Regions from separate parts of the Arachis hypogaea genome. Here region 2 is linked to region 1. Evidence: chromatin contacts called from public Hi-C data. All regions are on one chromosome and are shown on one strand. Each heading gives the region's core, a stretch centred on a gene start, on an enhancer-like site or on the middle of the called end of the contact. The rest is flanking DNA. Distances are from core to core; before and after follow the strand shown.

Evidence for each region. A called contact is a pair of places that touch in the nucleus more often than the background predicts.
Region 2: a Hi-C map of an unstated tissue shows a contact between it and region 1, with 2.2 times the contacts expected there. The contact joins the promoter of LOC112751094 here to the promoter of LOC112749149 in region 1. A contact is called at or near these places in 2 of 8 Hi-C or Micro-C datasets (leaf and an unstated tissue).

Annotation. Positions count from the first base shown.
Region 1 is chr15:144,757,870-144,763,067 of arahy.Tifrunner.gnm2.J5K5, forward strand. LOC112749149 reads left to right here and starts at 3,194. Exons shown (of 3, transcript XM_025797416.1): 1 at 3,194-3,935; 2 at 4,089-4,273; 3 at 4,365-4,562. The coding sequence starts at 3,194. The coding sequence ends at 4,562. It overlaps LOC112751092 (probable cyclic nucleotide-gated ion channel 20, chloroplastic), which reads left to right. Exons shown (of 14, transcript XM_025800130.3): 11 at 1-43; 12 at 362-608; 13 at 748-907; 14 at 1,192-1,454. The coding sequence ends at 1,291.
Region 2 is chr15:144,923,294-144,928,118 of arahy.Tifrunner.gnm2.J5K5, forward strand. LOC112751094 (protein SAR DEFICIENT 1) reads right to left here and starts at 2,590. Exons shown (of 7, transcript XM_025800133.3): 1 at 2,240-2,590; 2 at 2,039-2,117; 3 at 1,117-1,726. The coding sequence starts at 2,334.

The sequences.
Region 1 (5,198 bases), core at 1,944-4,443:
CCAAAGAGACATTAGACGCCATCTCTTTAAATTTATCAAGAAAGTAAGCACTAGAATATCCGTGGCATATGATTTGTTATTTATATTCAGACCAATTTAGCATGTTTGCATTTTGAGTGTTATATGTTTGATGAAATGTGTTTCTTTCATTTAAAATTGTTTCCCTTGAGATCTCTCTTCTTGTATGTAGTCTTCTAGTATTGATGTTGAAGGTGGAAACCAGTTTGAAGGCAAATCGTTTTGCACGTTTGTCATGAAACGTAACCAATGACATCCAAGACCCGTGTGTTTGTGTGTGTGTGTGTATATATATATATATATATATTTGACAACTCTGAAAATTCTCTCTAAATATTTGCAGGTTCGAATTATTGCCTTGATGGATGAGCCCATCTTTGATGCCATTTGTGAGAGATTAAGGCGACGTGTATACACTAGAGGAAGTAATATATTGTGTCGTGGTGGTTTGGTCGAGAAGATAGTCTTTGTTCTGCATGGAAAACTAGAGAGCATTGAAGAAGATGGAACTAGAGTTTGCTTATTCAACGAGGATGCTTGTGGTGAAGAACTATTGATATGGTGTCTTGAAAATTCTTTAGTTAGCACAGGTATAGCAATGCTTGATGCCATGCTGTGACAATATGCCTTTTAATTAGCGACTTGGACTCTATCATCTTAAGTTCTTGACTAATTGATTTTAGATAAATTAGCACATGTTCATTGATGATCAATATGATTGTGCTGCAGATGATAAAAAATTGCCCCCTGAATGGAGGTTGCTTAGCAGTAGGACGGTAACATGCTTAACCGACGTCAAGGCCTTTTCACTTCGAGCTGTTGACCTTGAAGAAATAATAACCCGTTTCACAAGATTCTTGCAGAGTCCGAGGACGCTAGCAGCCATAAGGTCATTCCCCTGTCTTATTATATCTCGATTTCTACTTTGGGAGGGTCTTGTTAGTTTATTACCGCTTTAGAAATATGAAAATTAACCAAAAGTTGTACTTGCACACACTCCAACTTCACAATTGAATGCTGAAATTTCCATGGTTTCATTATAAATTTTCTTCTTCTTTCTGAAGAAGAAAGATAGTTAGAAATGCCTTTAATGACATGTAATTAGTAAGAACAAGCATGCTAATTTCTAAATCCATGGTTGACGTATATTGTTTGATAACTGCGATATTTTAGGTATGAATCGCCTTATTGGAGATCCCTTGGAGCAAACCGAATTCAGGCTGCATGGAGAGACAAAAAGAATCGACTACGTGCTGCTTCACAAGCAAATTAGGCTGTAGAGTGTAGATGTTCGGTTTTAAAACAAAATACTCGTTGCTTGCTTGTTAACTATTTGCAAAATTTCCCTTTTCAATTAAACAAACTAGATTAAGAATTTCGCGTTGCATGTAAAATTATTTAGTACATAATAAAAAAAGTTACAAATTCTATCTCAATTTTTTTTTCTAAGGTCAAGATATATTAAATTATTTGTGTTGGTGTGAATCTTCGACGCTTCGAAAGATTCGACCACAGTAATTAAAATGTCGAAGTACACCATGCATGTTGTTGAGTCAAAAAACCGTTGGAGTTGAATTTTGATTAATGACATGTGAGGTAAATATTTGAGTGTACTACCAACTCGACTCTTATTCATTTTCTAGAATGACAATGCGACCTCTCAAAATAAAAAGTTTAAAAACGATCCACTTCGATCCTTGTCTCATACTTTCATGACACAACGCGGTTCCTGTGGTAATTTTCCGTCAAGGCCTGATAGAAAACCCTGAGCTGTCACATTAACAATGTGACTTGTCATGTTAGCTTGTTGACATGTTCGTTTTGTGCTTAGTTAGACAAGATCAAATAGACAGGGACTTAATTGTCCACTTCCACGTCTTCAAAAATGACGTTGTTTGCGTGGAAGGAAACTCTTCAGCTGCTTTAGAGACTGTGTTTCCATAAAACCCCATCAACGAAGCTTCACATTTACAAGAAAATCTTAGGAGAAAAGGTTCCTCCCTTGTCGAGACCATTGTTGACGCTTTGTTGGTGAAGGGAAGCGCTGACGTTGCTGCTGGCAAAGGTGCTGATGACATCCTAGTTGACAGCGGGTGGACGGTGTTGTTGATGGAGCTAGACAGAATCCTCTGACAACGCTTCACAAGGTTCAGGTTAGTGACTTTCTAGAAAGTGTTTGTCCCTTGTGCTTTATGTGGTCCAACATGACGATTCTGATTCTGACAACTTATCATTGTTGTCTGCAACCCTTTGTGGTCCTGTTTATAGAAAAGTTTAAATACGAATAAATTTTTGTGCATTTTAATAAAAGTTAAATATTGTAGTCATAGTTAACTGTTTGTTTAAATATTTTATTGTTAGTATATGTTAGTAAAATTTAAATAAATAATTGCAGATGTCTAAATATATGATCATTCCTGTGTTTCACCATGGGAGAAGATTTGGCAGAGACTCTAAGAGAGGTCTCTGCTACTTACATGGTAAAGTGAAGAGGTTTTTCCCTTTAAACCTGGGTTATGTAAACTTCTTTGACTTTGTTGAATTGTTTAAGGAATTGAGTTACTGGGAGTATAAATAGATGTTCTGACTTGATATGGGAGCACCTAATATAGAAGCTACACTTCATGTCATTAAAGGAGATATGGAGGTTAATTAGATTAGGGAAAGTAAGTTGAGGTATAGGAAAACTGATGAGTTGTACATTTATTTTGATCACAATGTGGATATGCCTGAGGTAGTTAGAGAAGGTTTGACTGAAGAGACTATTGTACTAGGTTCATCATCATCATCATCATCATCATGAGATGGATATGAGACAACAGAAGAGGATGAGCCATACAAACCTCCTCCTCTAAATATGAGACAGATGATATCAGTAGTGAGGAAGAGAAAAAGAAGAAAAAGGTACCAAAAAATGGAGTTTCAACAAAGAAGAAGATGTGTAATGAGGCTGTTGGTTATGACACAAAAGATAAGAGTACTGATGAATAACAAAGAAATAAGAAGAAGAATAGTGTGCCAAAAAAAATAAAAAAAAAGTCACCTAAGAAGAATAAGAGTAATAAGGCTAGTCCATCTAGTAGCAGGCCAAGAAGGACTGCTAAGAAAAGGGCTTCTAGGAAATCTTCTGGTATTATAAGAAGACATCTTAAAGGATGGATTAGCAAATAAGGGGATGGAGGGTCAAAATAATGGGCTTGGACCTAATATTGGGGTTGGATCAATACAGAAGAGAACTAGGCCTGTAGGTGAATCAAATGAGGGTGAGGCTCTTAATATGGGTGATAGGCTTGATAACCCAAGCTTAGTCCCAACTAATGTGGAGATGGATAGTGATTATGATAAACTTTATGAGTATGAGAGTGAGGCTTTCAATAGCCTAGTTTTTTCTGAGGATGAAGGAAGGACAACTTATGACTCTTTTAGTGAGGATACTGAATATGGAGAGGTTGTGTTTAAAGTTGGACAAATATTCTCAACAATGGAATTGTTCAAAATGGCTTTGAAGGACTATTTAGTATTTGAGAGAAAGGACATGTTATACATAGAAAATGAGAAGCATAAGCTGAGAACATCATGTGCAGCTGAGAATTGTCCATGGTTGATATTAACATCATGGAATAGTTCTAGTAGATGTTTCCAGGAGAAGACTTCGATAAATGAGCACACATGTGCTAGAGATTATGGCAGCAACATGGCTGATAGGGATTGGGTTGCATCAAAGCTCATTAAAAGACTACATATCCATCCTGAGATGAAATCGAGACAGGAAATGGATCACATGATAGAGGAGTATAATGTCCAGCTTAACCCAAAAATGATTGCGAGGGCTTTAAAAGTTGATAGAGAGGTGGTTGTTGGTAATGCAAAGGCACAGTATGCGAAAGTTAGAGATTATTTGATGGAGCTTCATTGGAGTAATCCCGGATCCACAGCATTGATGGAAACAATGCCACAGCTTGAATCTCTCCCATTATTTGATAGGTTATACATAAGTTAAGATTTTTCCAAGAAGGGTTTTAAGTAGGGTTGTAGGCCTTTAATTGGTCTAGATGACTATTTTTTGAAAGGTTATTATGGTGGACAACTACTTAGTACAGTGATACAAGATGCCAATAACCACTTATTCGTCATAGCATATGCTATTATTCCTAATGAATTTAAAGACACATGGAAGTGGTTCTTAACTTTGTTGCAAGAGGATTTGGGAAAGGTCACTCAGCATGGATTAAATTTCATAAGTGATCAGCAAAAGGTAAATTATAATTTTGTGCTTAACTCTATTGTGCACTTGATAACAATTTCCTGTAAGAATTTTTGTTTTTGTGGTTGTCTAATAATTGTAGGGGATGGAGTTAGTTATCAAAGAAGTAATGCCTAATGCAAACCATATAAATTATGTGCTTCATATCTGGAAAAACTTTATCAAACACTTTAAGGACCAACAAACTAAGCAAATAGTATGGGAATGTGCAAGGTGCACAACTTTCCAAGAGTTCAATCGCTCCATGGAGAAAATGAAGCAAATCAATTTGGGAGCATGAGAATATCTTCAGAGATGTGATCTAGCAGTGTGGATGAAAGCCTACTTCAGCTATGGGCCAAAGGTTGACAATATTACCAACAATATGTGTGGGGTATGGAATGTCAAGATCGTAAATTATCGAGAAAAAACAATCTTGACAATGTGTAAATATTTAAGATGCTACCTGATGAGAAAAATGACAACACACAAGAAGAAGCTAGAGAATCATCATGGTCACTTGACACAAGTGCAGCAGAAGAAATTGGATGAGTTTATCAAGCTTAAAGCTAATAAGTGAAGAATCATCTGGGCTAGAGACAATAATAGACTGCTGTTTGAGGTTCATAAAGGAAGTAGCAAAGTTGGAGTTAACCTCCATCAAAGGACCTTGTAATGCTTGGCAACTTATTGGTAAATTGACAATCATCATAATATTCTGCCTCACGGTAACTTTAATTTCTAATTCATACTTATGTTGTTGTGGATTTCATCTATGTGGTGTTTGTTTTCAGGAATGCCTTGCTGTCATGCAGTTGCAGCGATGTATAAAATTGGACTCAGGCCAAAGGAGTATGTGCATAAATAGCTCACCATGCAAGCAATTAGGGCAACATACGTGCATTGCATCAAGCCTGTTAATTCAGAGGAGTACTGA
Region 2 (4,825 bases), core at 1,340-3,839, 160 kb after region 1:
AATTAACTTTTTTATATTTTTCGTAATATAATCCAACACGAGTTAAATTTGTATGTACTCTTTCAAACCAGCAAATTATTAATAGACTTTAATTACTATACCCTAAATTTTATATAACTTCAACTGCATACAGAAAATATGTTGGATTACTAGGCACATGCATGTAACATCAAAATTAATTTACTTTGTATTTTTCTGTTGCATGGAGACAATAGTAATCAATAACTACTACTTTTCTTCCATATTAGTTTTTTTTTTTTTTTTTTTTGGTGACTCCATATTAGTTTTATTTGAAAAGTCTAAGAATATCTAAATATTTTTAATATTGTGTTATCAATAATCACCAGAACGTTTCTTCGAGTAACAACAAAAGCTATTGACTCGAGAGACTTATATTTTAAGAAAACTAGACTTCCATGTTGATTATTAGTTATCAACAACCTATCTAATATGTCTATTATTTAAACAAAAGCATAGTTGTATTTATCAGCTAATTATTTATACCGATAGTTGTTATATATCAACTACAAATATATATTGAAAAATGAAGTTGAAACAACGGTCAATGCTGATAAAAGATCACATATATCTACATTAATATCTACCATGTGAGATTGAGAGGGACTTATGCACTCATCTATCATTTAATGGAACAATATAATAATAATGATAGTTCTTAAACACCAACTAAATTTGCTATTCTCAGGAAACATAATTTTTTTTTATTATTTATTTTAAACCCCTCAATAAGCTTGCAAATGTATATATGCTTAATTTAGTTATAACGTTTTTCTTTGTTATCCACTTTCAAATTTTTATTATACCGAAAATTTAACTAATTAAATTTAAAATTGTTTCTTAGTATGTTTTTTAATAAAAACATAAAATGAGATCCATAAGTCATTATGATATATAGAATCAAATTTAATCCCTTCAAGTTATAGTTTTTATAATTTTTTTAATAATTAACTTATAATTTTTTTTATATATTATATTATAAAACATATAATCAAGACAGATAGAATTTAATTAGCATTAGAGAAGAAAAATAAAAATGAACGTGGCTAATATTTGTTGATAGTAAAATGATAAATATATGAAGTTGAGAAAACTTACATTCTCCACGGTGATCCTTGACAACAAAAGCTTCAGTAATGCCTTCTCGAATTGCAAGAGCATGGTGGTTAGTCCCCGGAGCCACCCTAACGGCAACCCGGAACTTCCGGCTGCGAATCCAGCTACTATTATCGGTGAACTCAATGTCCCCAGTTGGTGCAATGCCATCCCTCATGGTGAGGTTCAACTCTCCGGCAAGCAAAGGTCTCTTGCCAGTTCTCTCCTTCACTATGCGGCTATTGAATTCTTCACTACTCCAACCACAAGAAGACGAAGAAGATGAAGAAGAGTTGTCATTATCAGAAAGAGGGAAATCGCCGTCGAGGACGAGGAGTTCCAGCTTGATTGGGTGTGGGAGGCTTGTTGGAACCATCTGGCCACTGCTCTTGTCCATCAGAAGTATGCTTATAGGGTTGCCTTCGACGTCGAGGATTCGGCTTCCGGTGAAGATTGGAAGGGATAGCCTCTTGCTGAAGACCAGTTGCAAGGTTGATGATGGTTGATCATCGTCAAATGCTTTGATTCTCAATGATGGTGTCCTTGTTAAGGACCTTGACGACGAAGAACAAGAACACCATTGCCTCATCGCTCTATCAACCTCTTCACTCACCTGGCAATAATAGTTAAGTATCTAGGTTATCAAATTTGCGAGTTAATTAAAAAAAATGTGAAAATTTAGGTGCAGTTAATTGAGGTTGATAATTGATAGTTGAGAGTTATTAGATAAAAATTTAGCCAAATTAAACTAAACGATTCTCAATTATCAATTTTACGTAAAATAATTTTTAAAAAATATATATATATGCACGATTTTGTTTATAATTTTTTGTTCATCTTTTATTTTTAATATTAAAAATAATCGATAATATATAAAAAGACACACAAACAAAATATCATTTTTCGTTTAGTTCAAAACTCTTACCACTCTCTTGAGCACAGGTTCCAAGGCTACTGAAAACAAGTTTTGCAAGTTTTTCATTGTAACAACTTCGGTTATTACCCTGTCAAATAAGATATAGTTAGACAAAAACTAATTAGTAAGTACGAAAATAAATAATAATTATATAACCCTAGGTAGAAATTAGAAAAGAAAAGAAGCTAATTAAGTAGTAATAATACATACGAAGCCAAAGTAGGTCTATTAGATCTAAACCGTTTGTCGTTTGGCTTATCTTGGTCTCGATCATCAGAATCATCCAAAAACCTTTTCGCCGCCATTTTTTCTTTTCCTTTTCTGAAGAGTTTTAGTACCAAAGAGAGGTTTTCAGGAATGAAGGAAGGAATTGAAGGAGCAAGTGCAATTGCAAGAAGAGGGGTAACCGTATGACTTGGCTTTTATACCCAAAGTTATATATATACTATAGTATTATTACATTTCATAAATATAATAAGAATCTAACATATAATATAAGGAAGGTTCTTGGAACGGTGAAGGAAATAATAGCGAAGCGAGTAAATAGAATGATAGATAGATAGAGCAAATGAAAAGAAACAGCGCGCGATGAGTATCATATGATGTAACGACTTTGACGTCAACACCCATCCAAAGTCAACTCCCTCAATATATCAATCAAAAGAAAAGTAATCTCTCTACAAAATTATGTTTTATATTAAAATTTAATGAAAAAAATTAGGGATCAATATTTTTAGTAAAAAAATGAAAAAAAAAATTGAATAATGTTAAATACAAGATAAATGTACGAAAAATATTGGATAAATAATATTTCTCATTTTAAAATGTGTTAAAAATTGGTTGAGGACAAAAAAAAACAATTAAGATCACTCTCAACCAATATAGTAAAAGATTCCCTTCTAATTTCTAAGGATAACTGTATCTAAAAAAGATGTACATATGTAGAATACTTTATTTTTATATTAATATTAATTATGAATAATTTAAATTAATTATTAAATAAATTTATTTTTTAAGATATAACATGCTATGATTTATATAACAAATCTCACTTGATAGGACGGATAAGGTTTTATATTATTATTATTATTATTATTATTATTATTATTATTATTATTATTATTATTATTATTATTGTATATTTGGTCATTCATGGTAAATACTATTACAATTATTATATATATGTATTGCTAATATTGTAAATTTATTTGTACTATTGTATGTATACATTGTTTTTGTGAGATAATACAATTCTTTTAGAACTAATTAAGCAGTATTTTTATGTACCAATGGAGAAATATTTAAGATCATTAAAATTTATTATTTTTTATTATTATTTAATTATTAATATTTAAAAATATAAAATAAATATATTATTAAATTATTAACTTAAAAATTAAATTAATAATTAAATAATAATAAAAATAATAAATTTAGATGATTTTTAATATTTTTTATTGCGATATATAGGGAGAGCTAACTGCCAATGCAAGTAGGACCCAGAAACTCTGGAACTCCTCTACGTATGGAATGGCATAAAAGAACAAAAAGTAGCATTCACCATAAATAAAGCAATTAAATTACAATTCAAGGAAATTAGATTTTCTTAGTGGCAACAATAATGCATGACTATCTAGTTAGCTAGATAACCCAAGCTGATTTCAATTCTCATATTATTTGGTGGGTATGATTTATTATGATATGACAAGGAACAAATTATTGATCTCTCTTACTGTGATATGGAATAAAACATTTCTTTAACTATTTCGTCAGCGTAGTCTGATTCCAAGAATTTCAATAGATAATCACATCTTAATAATATGATATAGTGGTAGCTTTTGTACAATAACTAATTTTCTTTGTTATAGAACTTTGGTCAAACTACATGCATGTTCCTAGGAAGGATCGGATATAGCGTGCCGGAGATTGTGTGTAATCCTCAAATTCACCAGAGTTTTCAAAGAAAAAACAAGAAACTCACTTGTAATTACTTCTTGTATGACTCGTATGGCAACAAAATTAACCAAACAGAAAATGACATTTTCTTCTTCTGTATGTGAAATATCTAAACAATCTTTTTCTTTTTCTTTATTCATAAAATATAAATTTTTTTTTATAAGATTAAATAACTTATCCTTTGATCTATTTAACTAAAATATCTATTAGTAATAATTATAATTATGCATATAAATTAATGATATTTATTTTATTAATAATAATAGTATAAAATTTATATTTATTATTATGTAATCAATTTTATTTTTATTATTATTTAAAACAACTAAATAATTATCGTTAACTGCGGACTTGTATATATAATTATAATGATTATTGAATGGACTAAAGTATATATATGTTATGAACCGTCCTCTTTTAGGGCGCGGGGATTAGATTTTGCAACGGAAGATGCATTTTCTCTCTCAATTTCAGACATTTAGGCCACAATTAGAACGATCAAAGGGATAGTGTGTGGGTGTGTGGCGGATTGAATGGAAATTTGTTTGCAAAATTCGCAAATAGAGGGCAGGTGGACTGAACTGGTAGTGAGAGAAGGATACACATAGATGACAAAGTAAGGAGATGGAACAACGTCAAAATTCCATAAGATGAAAAAGGTGCGATTTTGAACGCAAGGAAAAAGCAGAAAATCATTGAAAATTATTCACCATGTTTCAATCAAAGAGAGAAAAAATGAGTTGGGGTTAACTTTTTAAATTAAAAATTGTCTAATTGCACACTTAAAATCTCATGCTGAACCACTCTAATTCTCCTATTTTACACCGGTTTGGGAACCGC